Linked DNA regions of Callithrix jacchus: region 1 is linked to region 2. A link is a contact called in public Hi-C data. All regions are on one chromosome and are shown on one strand. The core of a region is the stretch at or near the end of the contact, and the rest is flanking DNA. Distances in the headings are between cores, read along the strand shown. Region 1 has its middle 40 kb from the start of ZBTB18. Region 2 has its middle 73 kb from the start of SPMIP3.

Region 1 (2,700 bases), core at 135-2,634, 200 kb before region 2:
TTTTCTTTTGAGACGGAGTTTCGCTCTCGTTACCCAGGCGGGAGTGCAATGGCGTGATCTCGGCTCACCGCAACCTCCGCCTCCTGGGTTCAGGCAATTCTCCTGCCTCAGCCTCCTGAGTAGCTGGGATTACAGGCACACGCCACCATGCCCAGCTAATTTTTTGTATTTTTAGTAGAGACGGGGTTTCACCATGTTGACCAGGATGGTCTCAATCTCTTGACCTCGTGATCCACCCGCCTCGGCCTCCCAACGTGCTGGGATTACAGGCGTGAACCACTGCGCCTGGCCATTATTTGTTTGTTTTGAGACAGGGTCTTACTCTGTTACACAGGCTAGAGTGCAGTGGTGTGATCCTGACTCACTGCAGCCTTGAGTTCCTGGGCTCAAGCAATCCTCCCCGCTCAGCCTCCTGAGTAGCTGGGACTACAGATGTGGGTGGCCATGCTTGGCTAATTTTTTTATTTTTTGTAGAGATGGAGTCTTCACTATGTTGCCCAGGCTGGTCTGGAACTCCTGGACTCAACCAATCTTCCCACCTCGGCCGTCCCAAAGTGCTGGGATTACAGGCGTGAGCCTCTTCATCTTATTCATGAGGTTCACTCCCTCCTCGAAGTGCTGCTTTCCTAGGGGCACCCAGTACAGCACGCTCTCCTGACTTTCCTCCCGTCTGTGGCTGCTCCTTCTCTGTCTCTGTTATGGGGTGAATTAGATCCCCTCCACAAGCTAAGTTCACATCCGAACTCCCGGCACCTGTTAATGTGACCCTCTTTGGAAACAGGATCTTCACAGACGTAATGACGTTAAATGGAGGTCCTGTTGGATCTGGGTGGGCTCTCATCTGATGACTGGTGTCTTTATAAGAAGAGGAAGATTTGGAAGCAGACACACACGAAGGGCAGACAGCCATGTGGTGAAGAGACAGAGATTGCAGTGATGTGTCCACAAAACAAGGAATGCCAAAGATTGCTGGGACCACCAGAAGCTGGAGTGAGGCCGGGAAGGATCCTCCCCTAGAGCCATCAGAGGAAGCATATCCCTGCCAGCACCTTGATTTGCTGACTTCTGGCCTCTAGAAATGTGAGAGAATAAATTTCTGTTGTTTTCTGTCATGGAGTTTGTGGTACGTTGTTACTCTGGCCTTAGGGTGGATATAAGGCTCAGCCTGTGTTACCTGTGAATTTTCCCAAATGCTTAGTTCCAGACTTCTATTCGTTTCTCTATGTGTCTTCCCCGCTAGGCGACCTCCTCCACATCTCCCCTTCAGCCGCAGCTTCTCTCACCTGTACATCCTACCCATCTTTTAGAGCGCATCTCAGACCTTCCTCCCACAGGGAAGCCTTCTGCGGCAGATGCTGCTGCCCACCCACATCTCCTTGGCACGCCTCACTCCCAGTTCAGCTTCTTGCTGCAAGCTGCTCCTCTCTGCCCGAGTGCTTTCTCTGGCTGCAGGAGTGCGTGGGGGCAGAACAGAATGGCAGAGAGTTGACACCTCCAGGATCAGCCTCCAGCAACAATGGCTGGGAGTTGGAGAATATATAACCCAGCCTCCTCGCACCCCCGAGGTGACCTAGCCTGGCTCCTGGAGGCCCCGGGGGACTAAGCCACCCTTGCCTGCAGGTAATCTGCTCCCTAACTCTCCTGATACGGGTTTTCTTCTTTGTCTCACTTCTCCACCCTCCTAACTTGCTCCTGAGATTAGCCTGCTCATCCTCAAATCCTTATCTCGGGGTCAGCTTCTGGGGAAGTCTAACCAAGACACCTTAACTGAATTATCAGCCTGGGGCAGGTTCTCTGATCATGCTTTCTAACAGCCTGAGGAGCCTTGGCTGCACAGATGAGATTGCAGTTTACACGCACACATTTCTTTCTGTGATTATTTGAGTAACGTCTGTTTCTTGTGCTAGAGCAGGGGTTGACAAACAACAGCCACGAGGCCAAACCCAGCTGCAACGGCTCATTTCTGTATTGGCTATGGCTCCTTTTGAGCTGCAACTGCAGAGCTGAGTAGTTTCAACAAAGATCTTATGGCCTGCAAAGGAGAAGTATTTACTACCCGGTCCCTTATGGAAAAAGTGTATTGGTCCCTGTGGTAGGCCATATGCTTGTATCGGTTAGCTCTGGCTGCGTAAGAAACTACCCAAAACTGAATTTTATAAAACCACCACGGTGTATGTAGCTCACAATTCTATGAGCTGACTGGGTAGCTTTTCTGATCTAAGCCAAGTCAGCTGATTTCTGCTGCGTTCTCTAAAGTGTCTCTGGTCAACTAGTGGGTCATGTGGCAGCAATGACCGTAGGATGGCCTCACTCACGTTTTAGAAGGTGGTAGCTGTTAGCCAGTGAGACACTGGCAATTAGGCCATGTGTCTCTCACCATCCAGCTGGCTTCCCTGGGCTTTTTCACACAGTGGTGGCAGCAGGGAGTTCTATGAGTGGCCAGGCAGGACAGAGTACAAGCATTACCCAAGCCTCTGCTTGGGTGTATCGGCCAACCAACCATCGCTCAAAGCCAGTCACGTGGCTGAGTTTCGCATCAAAGTGGGATGGTATGGAGGGGAACCTGCTGAACCTGTGGCTGTTTTTACAATTCACCATGATGCTCTATGAGGGGCACAGACCCTGTGCGTGCTTGCCCACCATTCTATGTCAGTGAGTAAAGCACAGTGCCTGGCATAGAGCGGGTGCTGAATCAATATT
Region 2 (2,700 bases), core at 2-2,501:
CCCAAATGAATCTGAAGGCTAGGAACAAGAGGCTTCTGCCTCATCACTATGCAGTTCTGAAGCAAAGTGTAGATGAAAATAAGGCTTGAAAAGAAAAAACAGCAAAAAAATAAAAATGAATTTTTAAAACGCGAGGCAGCAAAATGGAATCCACCCAGGACCAACCTGAGAGTCAGCTGTGCTGTAGTGCCCCGTCTACCACCAATGAGGTGTGCGATGGGGGGGCAATCGCTTCATTTCCCAGGGGCGGTTACGTGGTTTGTAAAATGAGGGGCTCACTCATCCACCAAACATTTCTGGAACTCCTCCTGGGGGGAACTCGCCGTCTTAGACACGGTCGTCTGGACCTGCTAATCTCTAAGATGCCTTTCCAGCTTTAGAGCTCAACGCAAAGAGTTCGGTGATACTGCAGCTTTGCGGAGTGGCAACGCGAGGCAGGAGTTAACATGTACACACAGCTTTTGGTTCTGCGGCGTTTTAATGCCATTCACCACGGTAGTAATTTATCGCCATCTCTTCTTTCCAGGTAGATAGCGTATCCGTGTAAGTCGTCCATCGAGCAAGCTTCTCCCATCTGCGAGGGAGGAGGCAGCCCCCGGACAGCTGTGGACGGGACCTTCAACTTGAATTATGTAACAGTAGCAGGGGACGGGCAGATTGGCCTTCTGAATTATGCTCCCTCAGACTGGCATGTACATGAGTTTACAGACCCTAAACGCTCACCAGCAGACACAGCGAGGATGGCGTTATCCCTGGAGTAATTAATCCACGTAGCAAAGGGATCTCGAAGGTGCTGCCAACAATCCTGGGATAATTGAGATCTTACAGCAAATAAAGCAGAATCAGGACCGCTCTCAGTACCCCAAAGTCCCAAAGTGAGAACCACCTTCCAAAAACTCAGACTCCAAAGCCTGTTAATCCCCTTTTGTGGTAAGCCCGTCCTCCTGGACCGCATGCCCTGGTCTCCTCCCCCATAATACCCATTCAGGGCAATGACCCCAGTTGGCAACCCGGAGCCGCGTGGGCTGCGGTCAGCAACACCCAGATGAAACTGCAGCTGACGGCCTGGCCTTTCGGGTCAGTAGCTGCTGTGCGCAGCTCTCTCCCTGCCTCCCGAAGTTCAAATGCCATCCTGATTTCTATCTGGAAGCGTCCCAGCCATAACATGGAACAAAAGTTCCCTCTGACAAACCCATTTCGGTTCCAAAGTATGTTTTTATGTTTGTTGGCAAATAGAACTGTCGCCAGCAACAATAACAACACTGTTTTCCCTCGACTGAAGCTACTTCATTTCTTCACGTTTGTTCCAGGGCTGGAACTGGACAGATGAATAATGTAGGCCAGGCGGCTGGCCCACGTCCTGACCTCGTGCCTCCGAAAGCAAACACAGAGGTGAAAATGGACACTTGTTTGTTTGAACTCTCACTGCCTAATTTAGAAAAGAAAAGGAAAAAAGAAAAACAAACCTCCCACCATCCTATTTCATCAGTGTAGACACTGATGGGTTTTGTTTTGTTTTTCTTTTCTTCTTTTTTTTTTATTTTTATTTTTTAAATTTATTTATTTTTTTTCTCTCGTTTCCTACTTTTTGAAACATGGAACTACAGCCCTCTACTGGTGCAAGGGATGAAGCCAGTTTCTCCATCATCGAGGCTACCCTGCCATCTTGTGGCCGTGTGCGGGATGCACACGTGGAGATCAATTTCTCGGCCTCGTAAAGCACAGGGCTGGGTAAGACGTTTGAAGGGTCCTTCCAAGTATTTATGTGGGCTTTCTTTCTTTTTTTTTTTTTTTTTTTTAATTTTTTATTGCATTTTAGGTTTGGGGGTACATGTGCAGAACATGCAAGACAGTTGCATAAGTACCCACATGGCAGTGTGTTTTGCTTCCTTTCTCCCCTTCACCCACATTTGGCATTTCTCCCCAGGCTATCCCTCCCCGGCTCCCCCCTCCCCCGCTGGCCCTCCCCTTTTCCCCCCAATAGTCCCCAGTGTTTAGTACTCCCCTCCCTGTGTCCATGTGTTCTCATTTAAGACATTTCAGGAAAACATCTTGTATCGTTTGGGGGAAACATCGATGGGGTTTGGAGTCAGAATGTTGGTTCCGCGTTTAAGTTCTATCGATGATTTGTGACATCATCCTTGAGCAAATCATTTCATCTTTAAGAACCTGTTTTCTCGTCTGTATAATGGCGGTCGTAATAAATGTTCGATTCTTGGAGTTTTATAGTGTTTACATAAGAGCATGCATATGAAGAGTGCCTTGTCCACGTTAAGGTTATATACACATAAATAAATTAAAAATCTCTAGAGTGGTAGATACTTGGTAAAACTTTAGAAACTCAAAATCTGTTTTAATAACTAAACTTGCTATCAGAGAAACCCCTGGACTCAATAAAGAGAGGGACTTCAGACTGTCTTATGTTTTCCTAAAGATACATATTGCTGGCCGAGGGCGGTGGCTCTCGCCTGTAATCCCAACACTTTGGGAGACCGAGGCAGGTAGATCACAAGGTCAGGAGTTCAAGACCAGCCTGACCAACCTGGTGAAACCCCATCTCTACTAAAAATACAAAAAATTAGCCAGGTGTGGTGGCAGACACCTGTAATCCCAGCTACTCAGGAAGTTGAAGAAGTAGGATCACCTGAACCTGGGAGGCGGAGGTTACAGTGAGCTGAGATCATACCACAGCACTCCAGC

Evidence for each region. A called contact is a pair of places that touch in the nucleus more often than the background predicts.
Region 1: a contact with region 2 is called in a Hi-C map of induced pluripotent stem cells, with 4 times the contacts expected there. The contact joins two enhancer-like sites. A contact is called at or near these places in 2 of 3 Hi-C or Micro-C datasets (induced pluripotent stem cells and skeletal muscle).

The regions. Positions count from the first base shown.
Region 1 is chr19:42,047,610-42,050,309 of calJac240_pri, reverse strand. No RefSeq gene overlaps it. Among named protein-coding and RNA genes, the nearest start is that of ZBTB18, 40 kb to the left of the region's middle. Within about 2 kb of position 1,384, at least 3 of the 16 cell types and tissues checked have an H3K27ac peak or open chromatin away from gene starts, as enhancers often do.
Region 2 is chr19:41,851,177-41,853,876 of calJac240_pri, reverse strand. No RefSeq gene overlaps it. Among named protein-coding and RNA genes, the nearest start is that of SPMIP3, 73 kb to the right of the region's middle. Within about 2 kb of position 1,251, at least 6 of the 16 cell types and tissues checked have an H3K27ac peak or open chromatin away from gene starts, as enhancers often do.